2 separate regions of the Oryctolagus cuniculus genome follow, and region 1 is linked to region 2. Evidence: chromatin contacts called from public Hi-C data. All regions are on one chromosome and are shown on one strand. The core of a region is the stretch at or near the end of the contact, and the rest is flanking DNA. Distances in the headings are between cores, read along the strand shown. Region 1 overlaps PIK3R3 (phosphoinositide-3-kinase regulatory subunit 3). Region 2 holds the start of RAD54L (RAD54 like).

The links. Hi-C and Micro-C count contacts between places; a contact is called where the count stands out from the background.
Region 1: a contact with region 2 is called in a Hi-C map of embryonic fibroblasts, with 2.8 times the contacts expected there. The contact joins the enhancer-like site here to the promoter of RAD54L in region 2. A contact is called at or near these places in 2 of 6 Hi-C or Micro-C datasets (ear pinna and embryonic fibroblasts).

What each region holds. Positions count from the first base shown.
Region 1 is chr7:126,769,421-126,776,264 of mOryCun1.1, reverse strand. PIK3R3 (phosphoinositide-3-kinase regulatory subunit 3) reads right to left here. Exons shown (of 12, transcript XM_051857838.2): 12 at 1,792-5,495. The coding sequence ends at 5,297. Among named protein-coding and RNA genes, the nearest start is that of PIK3R3, 150 kb to the right of the region's middle. Within about 2 kb of position 3,729, at least 2 of the 8 cell types and tissues checked have an H3K27ac peak or open chromatin away from gene starts, as enhancers often do.
Region 2 is chr7:126,523,355-126,530,761 of mOryCun1.1, reverse strand. RAD54L (RAD54 like) reads left to right here and starts at 5,637. Exons shown (of 18, transcript XM_051856519.2): 1 at 5,637-6,265; 2 at 6,359-6,445. The coding sequence starts at 6,263.

The DNA of each region.
Region 1 (6,844 bases), core at 2,480-4,979, 250 kb before region 2:
AAAGTGATGTTTTGATATTCAGAAGGTAAAATTAATGAGGCTGTAACAGGATGGATTGTATTTCTGTTCACTGAAATAGAAACAGTGGAAGAGAACAGGGCCGGTGGTGACCTTGCCCTCAGTGCTGTGTTCAGTGTGCTGAGTCTGAGGTATTTGCCAGTAGACGCCCAGGCAGGAGACCTAATTGGCCTTGAAATGCTAGGTGGATTCTTAGGTGTGCAGAAAGCTGCCAGGAAAAAAAGGCATAAGTGAAAAGAAGCCTGGAAAAGGAGAGTTAAGAGGAACAGATGTCTGAGGAAAGCCAGGTGAGCGGGTCGTGACGGGGTCAGATGGGGCGCGGTCTTGCGTGGAGACTGCTGCTTAGCGAAGGCGGCACCAAGGAGAGCAGTCTCAAGTGACGATGGACGCTACGCTGAAACGCTGGAGGTACGGAAACAGACCTTGGAAGCTCTTGGCAAAGGCTTGGCTTTGAAAAGAAACAGATTTGGTATTGACTAGGGTGTGGGGAAGCAGGAGACACACACTCTTAAGTCAGTGGGGTGATCCAGCGAAGAGGAAAGAACCGATCACAGGAACTTTCTGTAAAAGTGAGAGAAAACAGAATCCCAAAGATGTGTGGAGGTATCGGCTTTAGTTCAAGGACAGGCGGGACAGAGAGGAGTTACGTGGGCAGACACGATGGTGGGTTTGGTGGTAGGAAGGGAATGGAGTTCATGGCCAACCTTAGCTTTTCTCTGTGCAGTACACAAGTTTGAAGTGCCTGTGGGACACTCAGGTTCCCATGGCGACATGCAGCCAGCAGAGTGCAAAAGAGGCCTGGGCAGGTGATGGGAATATGAGTTCTAAACACAGAAGTGGGAACACCTCGGGATTAAGGGCAATCTTCCATCCATAGTTCCAGTAGCCTTAGGAGGTGCTTGTAGCTATGTATATGGTAGGGTGGAAGGCCACAGGCAGGGCCATTTAGAATAACTGAGTGTTCCCCTACCCAGTCTGATTTTATGAGTACACATGGGTGAGCTGCGGTGTCCTATACCGCAAGAGGTTCTCAAATTTGCTGTGTTCACAAGAAGGGGACAGGCTTTGTAAGCCTCAACCCATTTCCCCTGCTGCCAGAACAGGATATGATAGAATATGGAAACCGTCACTTCTGGGCAGAAATTATGTTTTAAGAACCAATAAACTGGACTTAGGAGTCAGGAGTGGGCGGAGTGGGGAGGGGGCTGCTCAGATTTGGCTTTCTCTGAACGCCTGGCTCTGCTGCGTCCTGTGTCGGGCGGACGGGACTCTAGGAGGACGCACGGCCTCCTCTCAGGGGCAGAGCACCTCTGCTGGCCCCAGTTCAGCTCCAGGACTGTCTTTTGCTGCTTCTTGTAGAGAAAGTTTAGGAACTTCTATTTTTTTTTTTTTTTTAAGAATTCTTTATTTATTTGAAAGAGTTATATAGAGAAGGAGAGGCAGAAAGAGAGAGAGGTCTTCCATCCACTGGTTCACTCCTTAGATGGCTGCAATGGCTGGAGCTGCACTGATCCGAAGCCAGGAGCCAGGAGCTTCTTCTGGGTCTCCCATACGGGTGCAGGGGCCCAAGGACTTCGACCATCCTCCACTGCTTTCCAAGGATATAGCAGAGAGCTGGATCGGAAGTGGAGCAGCCAGAACTTGAACCAGCGCCCATATGGGATGCCGGACCTGCAGGCGGCGGCTTTACCTGGTACACCACAGCGCCGGCTCCTTGGGAGTTTCAAGGGCTTGTCTTCACCCCACCCCTCCACAGCATGAAAACAAAGGTGCTTTATTGCAACGTCTTTATTGCGTTACTGGAGCAAGTTGGCCAGACTGTCCCCCTCTTGGGGAAGGTAAAAAACAAAACGACCAGAAAGTACCACCCCTCACCTTCCCCCTCCCTCCCCCACAACTGCACAGCAATGTCTGAACACACCTGGTGACAAGAACAATTTGCAAAAGTGGTCTAGGAACTACATCATGAACTGTCCCAACACAAGACATACAAGGTGGCTTCCTTGTGAACCAGATATTTACGAAAACTACATGAAATTTTTTTGACTACATCAAAGACAACAGAAGATTTTTCACAAGTAACAACAGGGCACCAAAGTCACATGCTGGAATTGGAATTAGTAAGGAAACGAGGTGGGCTGTCACAAGTGGCTGGAGCTAACGCGAGGCTGAGCAGTTGGCAGCAGAGGGCCCAGGCAAGCCCCTATCCGGACCGCTGGTTTCTGAGGCCTCCGACCCCTCACAGAGACTGACTCTGGGTTCTTAGCCGGCAGCAGGGACCTAGAAATCAGGAGCTGCCTATGTGCAATTCCTGGCTCAAGAACAAACAGGGCTGACTCCCTGCAGCAAGAAGAGACTCGTGGCAGAACCACACTGGCTCTCAACGCTGCTTCAGAGCATACGAGGCCCACAGTGAGAGGGAGAGCCCAGCGGGGCTTGCAAAGGGCAGAGTGGGGTGTTAGGAAGTCCTCGTCCTTGGCCAGATCACTGGATAGGACTTGGGCAACCCCTCCAGCCCTGAGCCACGGCCAAGCTGATGCCAGAGATGGCACCGTTTGGTAATGAAAGCTCCACATGAAGAAAATGGGCCTGGGGCCCGTGTCCGGCCAGCCCCAAGCTGGTTTCCTGTTGCTGGTTGGCTTCTCTTAGCCAGGAGAATAGTGAGTCCCTCTAGTCTTGATCTGTCTCTTTATCCTCTGCCTCAGTGAGACTGCAGTTACAATACCGAGAGAGAGGGAGCCCCAGGGTCCAGATCGTGGGACAGAACACAGACCTCCACTCACATGAAGAAGGCTGCCACCTGTTCCCAAGCTGCGGGTAGCGGAGCAGCGCACTGCCCCCCACATACCAGGCCCAGTGGTTAGCAGACTGGTCCCTGTGCCATTTCCATTTGCTTAGGAGCAAGCCAATCATGTGACAAGGTTCAGAAAAGATAACTTCCAACTTCTCAAATGATCCCTGGGTCTTGGATCCCACAAAGCAATGATTCTAATAACAAAAAATAAGAAAGGAAAGTGAAGGGATGTGTGTATGGCCCAGGGGCCTGGGAGGGTGGGGTGGGGGACAGCCTGTATCCACAAGCCATCCCCAGTTCAGTAACAAGATGGGGCTCGCTGTCTCCCCACACCCCGTCAGTGTCTGCCCAGCACGGTGGAGCCACACTGTTCAACACTGAAATATGTATCCTCAGTCCCATTTGGTTTCTTCTGAAAGAGACAGTAGAACATGCTAACGTTTTAGTACCAGAGAGGAGGGAGTCCTTGCACCCAATCTTGAGCATCCCACTGCTTAAGCAGGTGCCAAGCCACTCAGGTGTGTCCTGCAGCAATTAGCTTGGCATTACAGTAACACTTTAAGATTTCATCTTGCAGTCTGGGGAAGGGGGGCGCCCGCTATCTGTGACACAGAGGAGGCTTCATGTGTCTTTGCCTTACCCAGTCCTGAAACAGCAACAGGGACCAGGACAGCCAAGGCGCCCTTTCCTGGCCTGCATCACTGCCGCAGCTCTGGAGGTCTCTTCAACAATTTGTCTGTCTGTGGTCCCTTGTAGACCCTGTCACCCGAGTGCTCAGGGAAAAGTAGGACTTGCTTTCTTTCAGCCCCCAGATTTGAGCCTTCCTAGCTGTAAGCCTTATGAACCAAGACCCAGGGACTGGCTGCTTCTCTGACTCAGCTGGGACGCCTCACTGCACAGCTTTAGGCTCAAACAGCTGACTCACTCTGAGCCCATTATGCTTCCAGGCTGGGCTGGCAGGCAGCTGGACTCTATTTGTCAAATGAGTTCTGACTAATGAGTGTGGGGCACAATGGAATCAGGGTGGATGCCTGCGCCCCTCCCTGCCCCCATTCGCCAGCTTCACTCAGCTGGAAGGCTCAGACCACATGGGGCAGAAGCTCCCCGGCTAAAGTCACAACCACTGGAGCATAAGGGCAGACTGCACATCGCCTCAATGGCAGGATCACGAAACAGGCAGAGAAAGGCTTCCAGATGGCGTCTACTAAGTCTAAACCACAGGCCATCTTCTCTCCTTGCAGAAGCTTCAGAAACCACGGTATGGAAGCACGTGTGTAATGTGGTATGACCCTGACCCTGGACACCAGGGCCCCAGGGTCTGATTTACGGAGGTCCCTCACCACAGTCCGATTCCCCTTCTTAGCTTCCTGTGGTTCCCAACACCCTACCCAGCAAAGGAGAGGCAGACAAAGGAAAATTAAAGGATATCTACTGTTCCTGCAGGGCCTTTAAACTCGAGGAAGCACGTGTAGGACTGCTGTTCTGGGTTGTCATTTGGTATATGAAGCCATCTACAAGCACTGGATTGCACCTTTTCTTTACTCAAACAAGTTACAAAAGTTTCAAACAACAGATCATTCTTTAGGCTAAGGAAATACCACATAAGCACCAACTTCATTTTATCTCACCATCCCTACTGAAAAAAAGAAAAAGAAAATGTTGAGAAACAATGGCAGGGCAGAAGGAGTTCACTGATCAATCTTAGTGTTTGCTAAAACTCATAGATTCTAGTTGTCCTTTTCAAGTTTTGGTACAGAAATGTGCATTCAGCCACTAGTGCCACCTTCTCCCATCACAAATACTGTTTTGTTGGTTTCTGAAAATAATGCTTCTTAGAGGGAGGAGCTAGTGAGATGCTGAAGCCTAAATTATGTTGGTAAGAAAGAAGTACCTTCTGTTGAACATTTTTACTCCCTTGGCTTAGTCTTTAAATGAAATCCAAGCCTTCCCATTTTCCTTTGGTTGTTTTTTTCACCAAATCCCATTCTACTACGAAATCAAAACAGCTTTCTACAGGAAGAAGACTGTCAGACTTCTACAGAGAAGAAAGACTGTCAGAGCAAAACAGAATTCCCAACAGACCCATGGCCCTGTGGCACCTCAGAGATGGTGCTCAAAAGAGGCCATGGACTCTGCAGAGGCTTCCAAATGCAACCCTCAAATCCTACCCCCATCCAGCCCACCATGTTCTGTTGAGAGTGCCTGGCTAACCAGAAACAAAAATCCCAATGAAACAGACCTTCCACAAACCACATCTGCTTCCAGTTGATTATGTCCATGTGGCAGCACAGCCGAGTCCCACAGAACCCCAGGCCTCTTAGGCCCCCACACTGGCCAGCTGCTGTTCGGCCTCTCCACTTCACATTCACAGAATCACTTCTTGTGCAAAACAAGCAGTCTACGTAGAAAGAATGCCCTCATCGGAGTCGAATAAAAACTGTAGAAAAAAAATGCTAGAGAGCCACCTCTCTCCCCACTCCCTCTTTATCTGCAGAGCGAGGGCATCTGTGCGTGGACGGGGTAGGCGAGCCTGACGTTGAGGGAGTCGTTGTGCTGAACCAGGGACGTGTGCTGGTAATGGAGCACCAGCTCCTTCAGCGAGCTGTACAGGTTGTAGGGCTCTGCAAAGCCGTAGCCCCGCGCGGTGCTGTAGATCACACAGTGCTTCACCTCCCCGTCAGCGCTGCAATGAAACACCACAGGAGAAATGGTGAGGGACAGAACAGCATGTGAAAGGACAATGAGTGGCCCAAAGTGGGAGAGTAATTGTTATGCATGGAAGTGTCCTGTCAATCAAAGCTTGCAAAATTGCACTGCCCCCAACTCCTCGTACTTGGCCACGGATATAACTACATGCTAATAATTAACCAAAGAGGGAAAGGCTTGTTTGTCAACTCAATTCTATTCAGTGATCTATAGAACTATCCTTATGTCAGCACCTCACAGTCTGGATTAATTCAGCTTTGTAGTAAATTTTGAAATTATGAGATGTGACTACTACTATTTTTTCTATTGTTTTCTTTTTTCTATTATTGTGAATATTCAGGGTCTCTTGCATTTCCATATGAAAGTTAGGATCATCTTGTCCATCTCTGCAAACACCCAGATGGGATTTTCATAGGACTGCAGATCAATTTGGGAAGTACTGACATCCCAACATTAAGTCTTCTGATCCATGAACACAGGATTTATTTATTGAGGTCCTTTTAACATTTCTTTCAAATATGTTTTATAATTTTTAGTGTACAACCCCTATATTTCTTGTTTTATTCCTGAGTATTTCATCATTTTGTATTTATTGTAAATGTCTGTCTTCAATTTCATTTTTGGATGGTCCACTGCTGGTATACACAAGTACACCTTTGTATCTCGTAACCTGCAACCTTGCTAACCTATTATTTGTAACAGTTTACCTCTTCCTTGCTAATCAGGTATCTTTTATTTCTTTCTCTTGCTAAAACTGTTCTCTTGTACAATGAAGAACAAAAGTGGTTAGAATGGGTATCTGTATCTTATCGTGATCTTAGAGAAAAGCATTCATTATTCCATCATTAAATATGATGTTAGCTGTGGGTTTTTCATTGATAACTTTATCAGGTTGAGGAAGTCCCCTCATATTTCTGGTTTATTGAATGTTTTTTAACAGGAAAGATTGTTGGACTTTGTCAAACACCTTTTAAACATTAAGATATTTTCATTGTATTTGAAAGGGAGAGAGAGAGAGAAACAGAAGACAGATTATCCATCTGCTGGTTCATCCCCTAAATGTCCACAAATAGCCAGGGCTGAGCCAGACATAAACTGCCAAGCTTGGAATTTAATATGAGTCTCCCATGTCGGTGGCAGGGACCCAAGTACTTGAGCCATCATCTGCTGCCTCCCAAGGAATGCATTAGCAGGAAGTGGGACTGGAAATGGAGGAGCTGAAACTTGAACCAGGCACTCCAACATAGGATCTGGGCATCCCAAACATAATCTAAAGGGGTGCATCATCAATTGCCCTTGTCAAATGTTTTTTTTTTTGTGTGCTGC
Region 2 (7,407 bases), core at 4,388-6,887:
GCAGGCCTGGTGGGAGAAGGCAGCATCCGGTCCACTGGCTCCTGACTACGATGCGTTAGGTGTTGCTGACGACATCAGGATCGTCTATGCTGAGTCCAGGCAGCTAATTCTAATGTATGCCTTTTCACCATACATGTGCATTTTTTGGTTTGTTTTTTGTTTTGACAGGCAGAGTGGACAGTGAGAGAGAGAGACAGAGAGAAAGGTCTTCCTTTGCCGTTGGTTCACCCTCCAATGGCCACCGCGGCCGGCAAGCTGCATCCAGCGCACCGCGCTGATCTGAAGGCAGGAGCCAGGTGCTTCTCCTGGTCTCCCATGTGGGTGCAGGGCCCAAGCACTTGGGCCATCCTCCACTGCACTCCCTGGCCACAGCAGAGAGCTGGCCTGGAAGAGGAGCAACCAGGACAGAATCCAGCGCCCGACCGGGACTAGAACCCGGTGTGCCGGTGCCGCAGACAGAGGATTAGCCTATTGAGCCACGGTGCTGGCCGTTATACCTGTCTTATAAGCTGTACAAAACACATCAATTTTTCTCTTGATTAAAGGTAGTGGAAATGCCAAAGAATAAGGGCCAGACCACTAATTACAGCTCGTGTTTACGAATCTAGCACCATAATTCCAGCCTTAGGACGTCCCAAGCAGCTGCGAGGAGAATCCTGGGAAAGGCAAGGATGCTGGAACTGTCTGGGTAGCTCTTAACTTGTGGCCCCATTTTTTTTTTTTTTTTTTTTTTTTTCTGAGACAACACAGAGTCTGGGCAAAGAAGATGACCGAGGTTGGAGAGGAAAGCAAATGCTTTGGGATCAGATGGTAAAGACAGAATCAGTGTATCCAGAAGGCAGTGCTGGCGTCAGTGTCAGGAACTGGGAGATTTCTTCCAGGCATCCAAGTCCTTTTTAATTTCTGCAAGCTTTTCAGCCAAGTTTGGTATGTCATAGCTCTGAGCCAGATACATTCCAACCACGTTGCCAAAAGCAAATCTAAGCAGGAACTGGAGTGTGATGTCGGCATCAAGAAAGAGATATATTTTACATGAAAAAAAAAAAAATTGAGCAGAGGCAGAGAGACAGACCAAGAGAGAAACAGAGGTGGACAGAGAGTGTGCCCATCCACGGGCTCACTCCCTAAATGTCATGCACTCCAGTATGGTTGTGAGTGTCCTAAGCAGTGATTTAACTGCTGTGCTGAAGATCTGTCCCTTTTGGATTTTAAATGGCTCAAGAGAAGAAAAGATTTTTTTTTTAAATTTTTGACAGGCAGAGTGGACAGTGAGAGAGAGAGAGACAGAGAGAGAAAGGTCTTCCTTTGCCGTTGGTTCACCCTCCAATGGCCGCCGCTGCAGCCGGCGCACCGCGCTGATCCGATGGCAGGAGCCAGGATCCAGGTGCTTTTCCTGGTCTCCCATGGGGTGCAGGGCCCAAGCACCTGGGCCATCCTCCACTGCACTCCCTGGCCACAGCAGAGAGCTGGCCTGGAAGAGGGGCAACCGGGACAGAATCCGGCGCCCCAACCGGGACTAGAACCCGGTGTGCCGGCGCCGCAAGGTGGAGGATTAGCCTATTGAGCCACGGCACCGGCCCGAGAAGAAAAGATTTTAAAATAAGGATTTATTTATTTGAAAAGCAGCATTACAGAGAGAGAGGGAGAGACATAGGGAGGGGAGTAGAGAGAGATCTTCTGCTAGTTCACTTCCCAAATGGTTATAACAGCTCAGGCTGGTCCAGTTGGAAGCCAGGAGCCTAGAACTCCATCAGGTCTCCTACATGGGTGGCAGGGGTCCATGTGCTTTGGCAATGTTCTACTGCTTTCCCAGGTGCCTCAGCAGGGAGCTGGATCGGAAGCAGAGTAGCAAGGATTCGAATTGGCACTCATGTGGGATGCTGGCATTATAGGTGGTGGCTTAACCTGCTGTGCCACAATGCTGATCCTGAAGAAAAGTTTTTTTTTTTTTTTAAAGACAGACTTTTATATTAACTCGCAATATTAGTTTTCTATGGCTACCTGGTCTGAACCAGATCTCCAAAGGTCAATACCAGAGTGCCAGTTGGGTTGTATTGTCCTTTGGAGAATCTAGGGGTGTGAAGCTGCCACAAAACACACCAAACACCAGAGTTAAGGGAAAGGTTTATTGTCGGGTGAGAGAAGCCTGATATGGCCAGGGGGAAGAGGACCAGAGAGAAAGCGACAGAGGGATCAGGAGAGAGAGAGCATGTTGCTGGAAGCAGGTCCTGTTATACATTTGCTGGGGGGCAGGAAAGTGGAAGCTGTGAGTCCCATTAGGGTGGGGGTGGAGCTCACGCCTGTGCTTAGGCCATGAGGCTTAGGACTGAAGATTACTCTGCAAGGTAAGATGTCTGGCGCATAGCATGAATAAGATGGCACCATTTTACTAACAGACTCCCTTCTCTCTCTGACATGGACTCTTCTGCCTCCTTCCTCTTAAAAGGACCCTTTTAAGACTATGTTGGGCCCACTGAGATAATCCAGAATCTTCTCCTCGTCTAAAGGTGAGATGGTGAACAACCTTAACACCATCTGCAGCTGTGATTCTCCTTAGCGATTTAACTTTTCACAGTCAGGATCCAGAGATTATGATGTATCTTTTTTTTTTTTAAGATTATTTATTTATTTATTTGAGAGGCAGAGTTAGAGAGAGAGAGAGGGAGAGACGGAGAGAAAGGTCTTCCATCCCCTGGTTCACTTCCCCAAAAGGCTGCAACGCTTGGAGCTGAGCTGATTCAAAGTCAGGAGCCAGGAGCTTCTTCTGGGTTTCCCACATGGGTGCAGGGGTCTAAGGACTTGAGCCATCCTTTACTGCTTTCCCAGATGCATGGAACAGCTAGGACTTCAACAGTCCTTCAACAACACTGTAGGCTGGGGCTTTACCGCATTGTGCCACTGAGTATCTTTTTAGGTGCCTACCACCCCAACATGGGTTACATAGTTACCATTTTTGGTGATCTTCATTCCTTCCTGTAGATGAGATGGTGTCAGTCCCTTTAGTCTGAACAATTTTTTAAAAAAAGATTTATTTATTTGAAAGGCAGAGTTACAGACAGAGACAGAGAAAGAGCATGAAATCTTCCATCTGCTGGTTCACTCCCCAAATTGCATCAATACCCAGAGCTGGGCCAGTCCAAAGCCAGGAGCCAGGAGCTTCATCTGGGTCTCCCACATAGGTACAGGGGCCCAAGGACTTGGGCCATCCTCTGGTGCTTTCCCAAGGGCATTAGCTGGATCAGAAGTAGAGCAGCTGGGACTTCAGCTGGCACCTATATGGGATGCCAGCGCTGTAGATGGCAGCTTAACCCGCTGTACCAGTGTTGGCCCCTCTCTCTTTCAAAAAAATTTTTTTTCATCTATTTGAAAGGCAGAGTGATAAGGGGGAAGAAAGAAAAAGAGAGAGAAGTCAACCATCTGCTGGGTCACCCCACCAGCCTAAGGCCTGCCACAGGGCTAGGCCAGGATGCTGGAACTTCATCTGAGTCTCCCATGTGGATGACTTCAGCCATCAACTGCTGTGTCCCAGAATGCATTAGCAGGAAGTTGGATCAGAAGCAGTAGTGCTGGGACTTGAACCAGCGCTCCATGTGGGATGCAGGTCCCGAAAGGTCACTTGACCTCTGCGCCACAAAGCCTCCTCCTAGAGGCAGATTTACTATGAAGCAAAGCTAAGGTTCAGGACCCACAGCACAGACCCTGGGAGTTATGCAAATTACTGGGGTTGGATGGGGATTTGTAAGTAGGTGTCCCAGTTGGGAAGGAGCCAGATTGCAACAGGAAGCATTCCTGATCAATTGCCTACAGAGGTTGCAAAAGAAAGGGTCTAGCCTCCCAAAATTCCATAATTGGTTGGGTGTGTTTTTCTCAATCTGAATTCTTAGTAAGTATTAACATAGCTACCTAATGTTAGACAATCTGAAAAACTGCAAACACTTCAAGTTTCACCTCGTTCTGCTGGGTGAGAGCAAGCATTCTGGAGCCTGAGTTCAAATCCTGGCTATAATCAACAGGTGCATGACCTGGGGCCTCTCTAACCTTATTTCCTCACTTTTAAAACAGGGGCATTAACAAACCTATCTCGCAGTTGTGAGCAGTAAATAATCACAGCTGAGCTCACGAGTGCGGGGTGGTAAATCACATGTGTGCACCATTGCCATTGTTAGCAAGCACCTGGGCTAGGTCTTGCTGACTCCTGTTAGAACCCATTAGGCCACTAAGGCACAGATAGTTGACCCCAAACCCAGTGACACTGGGCACGGTTAGTCTAAAGGCTAGTGGAATTTTTATTGCCAGGCAAAGCCCCTCACCTGGGACATTCCAAACTGCCAAGACTCCCAGCCTTTCTGCAGGTCCCCTATCTCCCTGATCAGGGCCCACGCGGCACTCTGAGAACATCCACATGCCTTACCAAGAAGGCACTCTGCCTGCTGCCCTAGTGGAATGAAGCCTGACTTCAAACCCCCACCCTCTGTCCTGACAGGTTGAACCCTCTCTTTAACCACCTATTCTGTGCTCCCTAAAATAAAAATATTTTCTGCCTTAGTGAGTCATCTGGATGCTTATTCGAACCCTAAAATCCTAAAGCCTAACACCAACACTGTTTGGGCTAGAAAAAAGAAAACCCCTGACTTCAATGCTGGCATCCCATACAGGGGCTCATTTGAGTCCTGGCTGCTTCGATCCAGCTCCCTGCTAATGCACCTGGGAAAACAGCGGGAGATGGCCCAAGTGCTTAGGCCCCTGCACCCACGTGGCAGAATGAAAAAGCTCCCATCTTGGGAGTGAACCAGCAGATGGAAAGTCTCTGTCTCTCCTCCTATCTCTCTGTGACTTTCAAATAAATATTTGAGATTTTTTTTATTTGAAAGGCAGAGTTATAGAGACGGAGAGCTGACATCTTCCATCTCTAGGTTCACTCCCCAAATGGCCGAAAGGGCTGGAGCTGGACCAATCCGGAGCCAGGAGGTTCTTCTGGGTCTCCAGGGGCCCAAGCAATTGGGCCAACTTCTGCTGCTTTCCTAGGCACAGTAGCAGGGAGCTGGATTGGAAGTGGAGCAGGTGGTCTGGAACCCGCGCCCATATTGCATGCCGGCATCGCCGGCAGAGGCTTAAAGCGGTCCCCGTAAATAAATCTGAAAAAAAACAAAAAAAAAAAAACAAAAAAAAACAATAAAACAACCAAAACCAAAACCCTCCAAACCGAGAAAATCAGGTCCTCTGGGTCCTTCGCTCCAGGTATGACCCAGGGAAGATGCGATCTGCCCTGAGCACGACCAAAACGCGCAGAAATTTGCGGCTTTTCATAATCGCCAGGCTTCTGTGCACATTCCGCGCTCTAAATCGTCCCTTAAGTTGCTGCGGGGACAGCTCTCCTGCCTGGGACAATAGCCGGCGGAACTGCACCCCGTTCGGCTCTGATTCCGCGGGGCCTGGCCCACCCAGCCCAGCCGGCTCCCGGCGCCGCACGGCCCGCGCTCCCACCCAGCGCCCCACTCCCTGACCGATCTGCAGCTCTAGGACCCAGACCTTCGCAGCCGCTGCACCTAGGCCCGCCCCTTCCTCTGTCGCGAGCGCCGAACGCATCGAACGTAGCCAATGGGTGATGCGGCGGCAACGCGGCGGGAGGTTCGATTGACCCGGCCTGGCGGGTCGGGAAGTCCGGGCGGCTGTTAACGCGCGCTTTGGCAAGAGGAGGGTTACCGGGGAGCTGCGTAGGCCTGAGTCCGTCCCTGCTGCTCTTTTCTTTCCCTCCTGGGATTCTTTTCCCAAACTGGGTCTTTTACTGGTTCCTTTGGGGTCCCTGCTGGACCTCTCTCAGTCCGGGCTTCGTATCCGCGTTCCAACCCGGGAAACTCCTTCTCCGGACTCGGTGCCTGGCCCTGAAGCCTTGGACTTGAACCTCAGCTTCTCTGTCCTTGCCCGTGACTGCTTTAGCCCCGCAACAATCTCCTTCCGACACCCTGACTGGGACCATCATCCTGATTCTACTCTGTCCGGCCTGGGACTCCACCCCTCCCCCACCCCACTCTTAACGCTGCCGGGACCCTCCCTCTGGCCTAGTCTTCCGCCTCGCTTAACTGGCAGCAGACACACTTGCACACTTTGGGCCCGGGCTCTAGCCCGTGGCCGAATTCATTCCAACCATGTCCCCTCTGTAGTTAGCAGCCTCCTCCGTAGCAGGCCCTAGCTCTGCATTCTCAGCTGCCGGCGCCTTTGACCTTTGGCTAATGGGCTCTTGACTTGTGCTCCTGGGCCCAGGATGGTGAGTGTGCGCCTAAGGGAAAAGATAGGCTGTTGTAGTGGGCCCGGGCTTCAGGATCCCTGTAGGTTTTCAATTTTCCTTTTTACCTTGCAGAGGAGGAGCTTGGCTCCCAGCCAGCTGGCTAAGAGAAAGCCGGAGGGCAGATGCCCTGACGATGCAGACTGGCAGCCTGAGACCGTGGTGAGTACTCCAGTGGGCGCAAAGGAAGCCTGGGCTTGGTTTCTGGAGTTTCCTAGTCACCCCCAGAAGCCTTTCATATGTTCAGTAAATTTTTTTTTTTAATTTATGTATTTGAAAGACTGACAGAGGGAGAGAGAGAGAGAGAAAGAGATCCTCTGTCTGCTGGCTCACTCTCCAAACGGCTGCAATGGCCAGGGCTGGGCCAGGACAAATGCAGGAGCCCGAAACACCTTCTGGGTCTCCCATCTGGGTGTCAGGGGCTCAGATATTGAGCCACCTGCTGCTTTCTCAGGCGCCTTCACAGGGAGCTGGGTCAGAAGCAGAGCAGCTGGGACTTGAACAAACTGACACCCTGACGTGGATGCTGGTGTCCCAGGTGGCAGCTTAAGCCGTGCCAGAGCACTGCCCCTATATATATTCAGTAAACTTTTAATGAGTGTTTACTATGTGCTAGACATTGAACACGATTAATGAAATCTTTGTCTTCAAGTAATCCCTAGAAGCTAATATATACTTTTTATTTTTTTAAAGATTTATGTATTTATTTGAAAGTCAGAGTTACACACAGAAGTAGAGGCAGAGAGAGAGAGGGAGGTCTTCCATCTGCTGGTTCACTCCCCAGTTGGTCACAACAGCCGAGCTATGCTGATCTGAAGCCAGGAGCTTCTTCCGGGTCTCCCACGTGGGTGCAGGGGCCCAAGGACTTGGGCCATCTTCTACTGGTTTCCCAGGCAATAGCAGAGAGCTGGATAGGAAGTGGAGGAGCCGGGACTTGAACCAGCACCCATATGGGATGTGGCACTGCAGGCGGTGGCTTTACCCGCTTTGCCATAGCGCCAGCCCCAGCTAATATATCCTTAATTTTCCTGGTGGGGAGGAGTGTCCCAAAGCAAAAGAGCTTTGGGTTGGGCTCTTTGACTTCGTTGGGAAAAGATGGGCTCCACCACACAGCAGCCAGCAGC